Linked DNA regions of Anas platyrhynchos: region 1 is linked to region 2. Evidence: chromatin contacts called from public Hi-C data. All regions are on one chromosome and are shown on one strand. The core of a region is the stretch at or near the end of the contact, and the rest is flanking DNA. Distances in the headings are between cores, read along the strand shown.

Evidence for each region. Hi-C and Micro-C count contacts between places; a contact is called where the count stands out from the background.
Region 1: a Hi-C map of liver shows a contact between it and region 2, with 2.4 times the contacts expected there. The contact joins the promoter of ANAPC4 here to the enhancer-like site in region 2. A contact is called at or near these places in 2 of 8 Hi-C or Micro-C datasets (liver and subcutaneous adipose tissue).

What each region holds. Positions count from the first base shown.
Region 1 is chr4:60,883,560-60,888,230 of IASCAAS_PekinDuck_T2T, reverse strand. It overlaps ANAPC4 (anaphase promoting complex subunit 4), which reads left to right and starts at 1,694. Exons shown (of 28, transcript XM_027457300.3): 1 at 1,694-1,920; 2 at 3,178-3,283; 3 at 3,876-4,008. The coding sequence starts at 1,813. ZCCHC4 (zinc finger CCHC-type containing 4) reads left to right here. Exons shown (of 13, transcript XM_027457302.3): 13 at 1,124-1,310. The coding sequence ends at 1,247.
Region 2 is chr4:60,775,797-60,780,381 of IASCAAS_PekinDuck_T2T, reverse strand. SEL1L3 (SEL1L family member 3) reads right to left here. Exons shown (of 24, transcript XM_027457292.3): 15 at 3,378-3,554; 16 at 1,666-1,793; 17 at 896-979. Among named protein-coding and RNA genes, the nearest start is that of SMIM20, 26 kb to the right of the region's middle. Within about 2 kb of position 2,656, at least 3 of the 8 cell types and tissues checked have an H3K27ac peak or open chromatin away from gene starts, as enhancers often do. A contact at or near this core is called in subcutaneous adipose tissue, where this site is marked.

The sequences.
Region 1 (4,671 bases), core at 445-2,944, 110 kb before region 2:
TTCTGTAACATACACAAGTGCATACTTATATATACGTCAAAAGACAAGAAGTCTATTTGATAGTCTTCAGAAAGAACTAGCTGAAAAGAGAGAAGGGGGGTTGCTAAGAGATGGTCCAGCAGATGGCTCAGTTATGCCAGTGTGGGATAGTTGGCCCACGCTTTTGTAACTTACCCTGCAGGTTGTATGGTTTTGTTTGTGATTCTTGACTTAAATGGAACTAACAGTGGAGATGCAAATCTTCCTTCCCCAATGATGTACCTCTCTTGGGTAGTGAGATTCAGGCAGTTAACCTCTCGGGTCAGCATCAAGATGTTCACCAGCTGCCTGCTAGATCGTAGTGGACTACAGGTGTATTGCTTCATGTCCTGCCATGACATTAATCCAAGATTTGGTTATGGAGTATTAGAGTTAAAATGCAGCAGTATTTTGTTTTATGTTACTCCTTCCCTTAACAGTTCTTTGCTTAAAAAAGTAAAAATGATACTAAAAGAAATTCATGAAACCTCATCTGTTTCTTCAGTTAGGTATATCTTGTACTGGGATGGTTTAGTCCTTTCAGGCTGTCAGTATTTTATTTAGCTGATTTCTTACTGAAAATAATGTGTGTTTCATTTGTCTAATAAAAGCACCTGTAAATATTTTACTTATTAAAATTACTCAATGTTTTTGTGCTATGAAATGCATCCTTTGTAGGGCACAGAAAACACATAACTTACTAATTTTATTTGGGTAACATATTTGCACTTCATAATGTTATTAAACTTCATCTATTTTCTTCTACACCTTTCTATTATATATTCTTACATAACATTCTCAGCTCAAAAGTCCGTATGTGCTGTTTTATACTTGGTCAGTGGCATTTTTTAAGTTTCCTATAGGCAGTTAAAGGTAAATGCTGAATGAATACATAAACGAAAAATAATAAATTCCAGTAAAGTGGACAAACAGTTTTAGGAACATTAAATGTCATAATGCTGTAAGATGGAATGTACTGTGAACTTCTTGTGACGGTACTTTGAAGTTCATATACTTACATGGACAGATTACATAAAATATCAACAAATGTAGAAAAGTATGTTCCCTGTTTTATTCTAATCTGTTTATTTTTCTTGCTTTACAGAACTGACAAAAAGCAAAGACAGAAAACTCTAAAGAGGGTAAAGATAGGGATCCATAAAAGATTGGCTATGAAACACGCCATATTCTCCAGAAGAAAAATCAAGAATAAAAAAAAAAAGACATGACCTCTTGATATATAATTATTTAAGAGACTTTTATGGAAAGGCTTTGATTCAATTTTATTTTTTTTTAATGTTACTATCAACGTTCAAAATAAAACCTAATTTAAAGTGACAATTCTGTTGTTGCACATCATTACTGGAGCAGAGGTGTGCAAAATGAACCACACTCTTTACCATGTGTTTGTATAATGTCACAAATTTGTGTGTTTAGGTCTTTTAGTACAGGAGTACTGCTGAGAGGCCAGGTGTCCTGGGGTGGGAGTGGGTACTGCGGCTCGGGGTACACACTGATGAATTTGGGGCGAGGCTGAGCGATGGGAAAGACACAAATCCAGGCTGCGTTAGTTCCATTTTTCTCACAGGAGGATTTTGTGAGAAGAAAACCGGGAACTCGCCTCAGAGCGGGACGCGCTCCCCTCAGGCGGCGGGGCGGGGAGGCGCCGCCTCCGGAAGGCGGCAGCGGCGGCGGGCGGGCGGCCGTGAGGGGCTGTGAGGGGCCGTGAGGGGCCGGGGGCTCCCCGCAGCAGGACCGGAGGGTGCCAGGCGGCCGCCTGGAGGAGCCGCCGCCATGCCCGCCTTCAGGCAGGTGGGCGAGAAGCAGCTGCCCCAGGAGGTCGTCTTCATGGCCTGGTCGCCCAAACGGGACCTCATCGCCCTGGCCAACAGGGCCGGGGAGGTGAGCGCCGCCGGCACTGTGGGCTGGGGGGCTGAGGGAGGCGGGGGAGGGCGGCGGCCGCCATCTCGCGGCCGCCCTGCGCCGTGTGTGAGGGAAGGAAAGGGAAGGGAAGCCATGCTTTATCAGGCTTCGCAGAGCTCGTTACGCTTTCCGGTCTTAATTTGCAGAAGAAATCATAGGGTTGGGGCGGGAGGGGTGTGAAGGATCGCCCAGTCCCACCCCCTGCCATGGCAGGGACACCTCCCACCAGCCCAGGCTGCCCAAAGCCCCATCCAGCCTGGCCTTGAGCACCCCCAGGCATGGGGCACCCACAGCTGCTCTGCCACAGCCGCAGCCTCATCACTTATAGCAAATAATTTCTTCCTCATATCTAATCTAAATCTACCCGCTCTCAATTTAAAGCCGTTAACCCTTGTCCTGTCACTACAGTAGCTGATAAAGAGATCACTATAAGGTCTCCCCAGCGCTGCCTTTCCCCAGGCTGAATATCCCCAGCTCCTCACAGCCTTGTGGCCCTCCTCTGGACTCACTCTAAGTCCACATCCTTGTGCTGGGGGCCCCAGAGCTGAACGCAGCGCTCCAGGTGGGTTCTCACAAGCAAAGCAGGGAGGGAGGATCCCCTCCCTTGCCCTGCTGCCACGCTGCTTTTGATGCTGCCCGGGATGCAGCTGGCTTTCTGGGCTGCAAGTGCACATTGCCAGCTCATGTGGAGCTTTTCATCCAACAGTATCCCAGACCTTTCTCTCCATAGGGTTCTCTCTATCCACTCCTCACCCACCCTATTCATGTTTGGGGTTGCCCTGATGCAGGTGTGGGACCTTGCGCTTAGTCTTATAAAATGTGCTGATGAAACTCTGGGTGCCTATATCTCTGGGATTTTAAAGCATTTCCTATTTAAATTAGATCTGTTTTCAAGCTTTTCTTCTTCCTGAAACTGCTGTGTGATCATGTATGCAGACTGATTATGCTTTTGGACTGTCGTTGGCGGAGAAGCATGGGTAACCCTGAAGGGTACAGGCTGCTAAATTCTTCAAGGCACCGGCTATTCCTATGTATTGCTGTACAGTAAGCAGTAGGCTGGTCTCTAAATCACACAGGAATGAAGCATCTACTCCAGGAAAAGGTGTTATTGAGGATGTGGAAGTTATTAAAGAATAGTAAAAAAAAAATGCATCTTCAATTGATTTACAAATGATATTAATGGTTTTATTTAAATTAGTGTTTTATTTTTCTGTCTTAAATGTGTTTGCTTTGTAGGTTTTGCTTCATCGGCTCGCAAACTTTCAGCGAGTTTGGAGTTTGCCGCCAAATGAAAATACAGGAAAAGAAGTGACTGCTCTTGCTTGGAGGCCCGATGGCAAAAGTAATGTAACGTATATGAGGTGACATGCTGCAATAAAAATCCCACTGGGAATTGCTGAAGGTTGTGATGTTGATACATTTTATCTGCAAAAGAAACTTTGAAGTAAACTGTATTTGAAGAAAAGGGTAGCTTAATTTTATGTAGGTTTATTGAAAGTGATAGCAAAAGTTGAATTGTTGAAAGCAATCACAAAAAAGATTTCCAAGATGAATTTATGTCCAAAATACTGCTTTTCAAGGTGTAGCAAAGCATCCATTTCCTTACACAGCAGATGTTTTTTATGTGAACTACTAAATTTATTGGGAAAATAGAGAAAAGCTATCTGATCAGGACTGTGTTAGAAGCATGTAAACATGTTCAACATGTAAATAAATAATTGTGGGATCAGGCTTTTGACTTAAATATATAACTTAAAATATGATGGGAGTTCAAACCCTCATTCTAATTAGGTTTCAAGTGAGAATTTGGAAGCACTATAAATGGACAAAGAGAAAATTATGTTCAGAGGTGGACTTTGAAGATGTGTTGTTTCAGTGTAAAGTACAATGTTTTGCATGTTGGTTATTTATACATTTTACTCATCCTTTTCTAGTTTTGGCTTTTGGCCTTACTGATACCAAGCGGATTATTCTGTGCGATGTAGAGAAACCTGAAAGCTTGCACTCCTTCTCAGTGGACTCCTCTATTACCTACATGCACTGGATGGAAGTAACTGAGGAAAGCAGGTGGGTCTGAGAAACTACAAGTAAATCATGGGCTATGTAGCACTACCTTACTAATAATTTATACTTTACTAATAATTTATACTTTGTATGTTACAAACAGTCAAATCAGAAAATAGGTCATAGCAAATGTCATCTTCTTACTGCTTTATTCTAACCAAAGGGAAAATTTTAACAGATAGCTTTCATATGCTTATTTTCAGTGCTGAAACCTTAGTCTTGTGATTCTTTAGGTTATATGCAAATATTTCAGCATAAAACTGTTAACTTTTACAGCACGTCTCCTGATCCAGTTTATTTCGATACCAATTAATTTATTAAAATAATTATAATAATGTTATAAAGTTATTTTGTTTTGCTAGAAAAAAAATCTTTCTATTTAAATCTTTCTTCACTTGTGCTTTCAAGACCTTTAGTTTGGTGTTTACATCTTTTAGCAGTGCATCTTTGGTATGACATCCAAACTTGCTGGTGGTTCTGCCATGGGTGTGCTTGCTCAGGAACTCAGAATGTTGCTTGTAGTGACTGTGAACTCTTTAATTAATAATTAAATAATTTTCATTAAATAACTCTCAGTAGCACTTCTGAGCTGGGAGATATCATTGTCCCCATTTCTGTGGTCTTACAAAAACCTCTAACGTGCACTTTATTGTAGTCTAGGATAAC
Region 2 (4,585 bases), core at 1,407-3,906:
AAGGCCCCAGTGCAAAAGCAACTACTGCCTGCATCATCCTGAGGCAGCATGCACTTGCTCAATAATGTACTTTCAGAAACTCTCCTGAATTTCCAAATGGTGTGGGCCTTGCCAGAAGTACCTGGGTCACGCACATGGGAAAGGAAATTTTCTAATAAACCACAGAGTCTACTGTGCAAAACAAAAAATTATATAGAAGAGAGAAAATGTGTGTTTTTTTAGGGACAGAGTGAAAAAAAAGAAGTGAAAGGCATTACTCTGGCTAATCCAGTGCCCATTACATACAGGAGTACTACCAGATGAAAAGCACAGATAGCAGAAGACAAAAAAAAAATGACTGGCCCTGCTGTTTCCTGCACACAGTCTAGTGCAGAAACTCTATGCCATACTACAATCCGAAGAGTATGCCTATTTCTAGATATCCCTTGAGGAGACTGTTACCTTTAAAAACAAGACTGGAAAAATCTCCAAGAACATAGTGAGCTTAACTAATAGGAGCATTTTATTTACACACTGGTTTAGTTTGCCTTAACTTTTTACCTATACTCCTTGGGATGATCAATACCTTCCTTTACAACCTGCATACAAGGGCCCTCCCATTGTTTGCTCCACTTATTTATATACAGCCACTTGTAATGTGAGTTTGTGGGCTCTAGATGCAACACTATTTCACTCCACAAACTCTCTCTCTTTTTCTCTTTTGATCCTGTCAAATGGTTGAATTACAGTTCAGGTCAACTCCTGCTTCCCTGTATGTCAATAAGTGTTTTGACACAGATTTCAGTGGTGCTACTAGTATTTTTTTTGAGGTGATGGCCCAATGTTAATTGTTTTATCATGCTATCAAGTAATAAAAAGATGGAACATGAACTTGAAGAGAACAGAACAAACATACCATGAGAGTTCCAGATAAGCATTGAGTGCTTTTCTGATGACGTGACCTAAGTAACCGTTCTTCTCTGCAATATGTTTTGCCCAGCTGTAGAGAAAAGGACAAACAAAGAAATAAGAACAGCTGTGCTGCAGTAATGTTACCCCAACTCACACTGACATGAAGGACACGAAGGATATGGGATCACCTTCTGACTTACTTCGTAAAATAAACTGTGGGATTTCACAGTAATTACTGCATCAGTGGTGCAGGTGTTGACTGAACAAGAACATAATTACCCATTCATCTCCATGAACGTACCAGAGACGTCCTGTGCTTTTTCTTGGCCAAATTATTTGATTTTTTGAAAAACGAAACCAAAAAACCTTAGTGATATAAGTGCTATAATTTCTTATCAGTCTTTTTATACCACATTGAAAGCTGGTCATCTCTCACTAAAGAAATATGTGCTGTTTTGTTACACACAGTGGTTTTTTTTTCTTTTTATTTCCCTTGGAACAACTTGGAGAGCCTACATACTTGTGCATCTACAAGTTCACCAGAAATACTCAGCATCACTCAAAATCTACTGGTCATTTAAATAATACACATACTCATGGGGATCAAACTTTACTGCAGAAGAATTCTTTTTTCAGGGAGGTCAGTAAGATGAAGTAAAGAATATTTTGACTTAAAAGGTATTTTTGACTTAATTGTGGACTTAAAAATCATCAATAATCAAAATAATCCCACCAGAAATATATTCTCCTTTAACAAATGATTTCATTTCTTACATTACAGCTTTTTCTGGATCTCTGGGGAAGTCTTCCATATTTCCTGTGATGTAGTACAGAGAACATCGTAAAGTCCCTTCTATATGTCCTCCTTGAGCAGCTTTATAGAAATAGTGCGCAGCTACTGTCTGCAAAGAAACAAGACAAAACTAGCAACTCCATATTATTAGTGCTTATTGAGTTTTGTTTCCCAAGTCTCATTTTATTAAATAATTTCAAAGCAGAAGTTGGCTAGTGCAGGCCAACCACTTTTAACTGCTTTTAGTGTACTTAAGTGAAATGAATTCCTCTCTTCAACTTTTAAGAGTTTAGGCCAGAAAAAATTTTAAAAAACTGAAATTCTGAACAATAAATAGAAAAGTGTCTAAACATACAACTGACACCTGGTGGTATACAAGCTTTATGAAACTAAAAATAGGTACTAGTAGAGAAATTAATAAGGAACCCTGGAGAACAGACATAGGCCGGGACTTTTACAATGGTGAGACCTAAGTGAAGGCTGGGGAGCAATAGCAATGCTCAGGATGCCTTGCTGTGTACAACTGTGCTTCTCAAGTCTCTGAAACTTTTATAAAAGGTAACTCAGACTGAGTAGGCAGGGCAGAGCCATAAAAGCAGGAAGGATGTGTGATTCTCTGTGTCTTACCCTTAGAAAGAGCAACCTGTAATGTAAACCAAAGCAACATACAGCCTGAAATAACTTATTTCAGGAATTTTTAAACTATCTGTATCTGTTTTCTGTGAGTGATCAAAGACTTCAGAGTGTCCTTCACTGCCATAACAAAGTACTTCCTTCCCATAGCTTTCATCAGTAATGAAACCTGGGCACTTTTAATGGTACTCTTACAGCCAGACTGCTCTGAACAGTGTATTTCAGTCCCCAGGGAAGGAAAACATGTTTGTCAAAAGCACATGTTGGTGAGCACTGCTGCTGGCAGCAGAAATGCTCGCTGTCTGGAGTACATCCAGATCTCAGAACCCACAGGCCACGCTGAAGGCTTCATTTAGCTCTGAGCACAAGGTCTGCTTGCATTTCTTACAGCCTGCCTCACTATGTTTGTGCTGTTGGTTGAGAACTACCTACAAACAGCATTTTTTGCAAAGTTAATTAATGGAAATATAATCAAAGTAAACCTTTCTTGGTAGGGAAAATACATGGTTCTTACTGACACACACAGAATTAAACAGGCTATATCACAGGAAGACACAGTGGCAAAACACTGCCATCTACCATGGTTATGCTAAATAGCTACATTTGTGAGTCTGGCTTGGAAGTCTTTTAATGCAGTGCCGAAGTTTGCAGAAGCAATGTGAATACAGCATAGCTGCTTACAAGTTCAGGGACAAGATTCTGTTGCTTTTTTCTATAGGGGAAAACATCCTTCCCCGTAAAGTACCAGGGAAGTCATCAGGGCTGAGAAACTAGTTTGCTTGACCCAGGGTCAAGAAAAATTAGGAGCTAAACCTGCAACTGCTTTGCTTCTAAACTTTAGGAGCACAAACGCACACAAAGAAGCACAGCTGAGAAATTTGAGTAACATCACTTTCTCTCTCTCTGAGCAATCTGACTGAATTGCCCACTACCACTCTTCTCTGTGACGAAAAGCACCAAAAACTGACTCAGAGTAAAGACAGCCATCTCAAGAATGAAGTCAAAATTTGTAAATTGGGCTCCAATGTAAAGAAAATAACACTACAGAATATTTACTCACTTGATTTCTACTGGGTACTCCAGGGTAAATCCCATCTAAATAAAGGACACCGAGGTTGTAAGATGCATCTGGATTCCCCAGTTCTTCAGCAAGTAACCAGTGTTTGGCTGCTTTTCTGTAGTCTCTTTTAAAGTTGTGGTAATACCATCCCAGTCCATTCACTGCTTGTGGCAAGCCCTTAGAGAAGAAGGAAAGCAGTCTCAGATCATGCATCAACTCTGCCTTGTGTCACATTGCAATTTCAACCTGCTGCCCAATTTTGGGTCTTGTCATGAGCTTGCCTGTCTGGACATCTGGCACATACATCCAGTCAAAATTCCCATTGGGATGGAGGTATAAAAGATTTGCCTTTTTTTTTTTTTACCTCTCCACTTCTTTTCCTTATGGCCTCATGTTGACCACAAGAGATTATAAAGTCACTCCCTCAGAGCCTCCCACTGCTCATTAAGGAATGATTCCACCCTGAAACCCAGCTACTTTGTCTTATTCTACAGAGCCTCAGCCATGTCTGCATTCAGACCCATACTTGGTGACAGGAACAAACTGTGAAAGTTTTTCACTGATTTCCTGTGCAAAGCCTAAACGAGAGAGGTATTCTTGTGTGCATCTGCAGTGGAGCTAAGGGAAGGCAATAAGAAAAAACAGGGAGATAACTGCACTTCCAGACAGGATTAGCAATCAAAAAACCCCACTTCTTTTAAACTCAAACATTTCTATAAGAATAAATAGGAAGCAATTAACACAGAATTTTCCAATGTTCTCAAAACACGGCTACGTGTTTTATTTGACTAACCCCACACAGATCTTTTTAATACTGTGCAACACACTGAGTTGCATCGTTAACTCAGTAAGCACGGATTGTAAGGAGAAAATCTTCCTGGGACACAGTTTTTATTTTGGCTGCAGTGAGTCACTGTCTCCTTGTACAAACTCATGTCATGGATCATATGGTGGCTGTAAGTTTGCCAGCAGTTCAAATTACTCAGCACCAACAGATAGGTTTGGACATGCTATTTTCTCTTATTTGAGAATGGATGTTTAATAGGAACCCTGCCAGAAACAGTGACATAAGGTAAAAGCTACCTAAAAAAAAGTCTCAGTGCACAAATCCAAGCTATTTGCTTGCTACCATCTGCCAAAAGCTTCTACACTGCACAGTCTCTTTCAGTGACCCCTGTAGTAAGAACTGTATACTACTGGCACTTAGG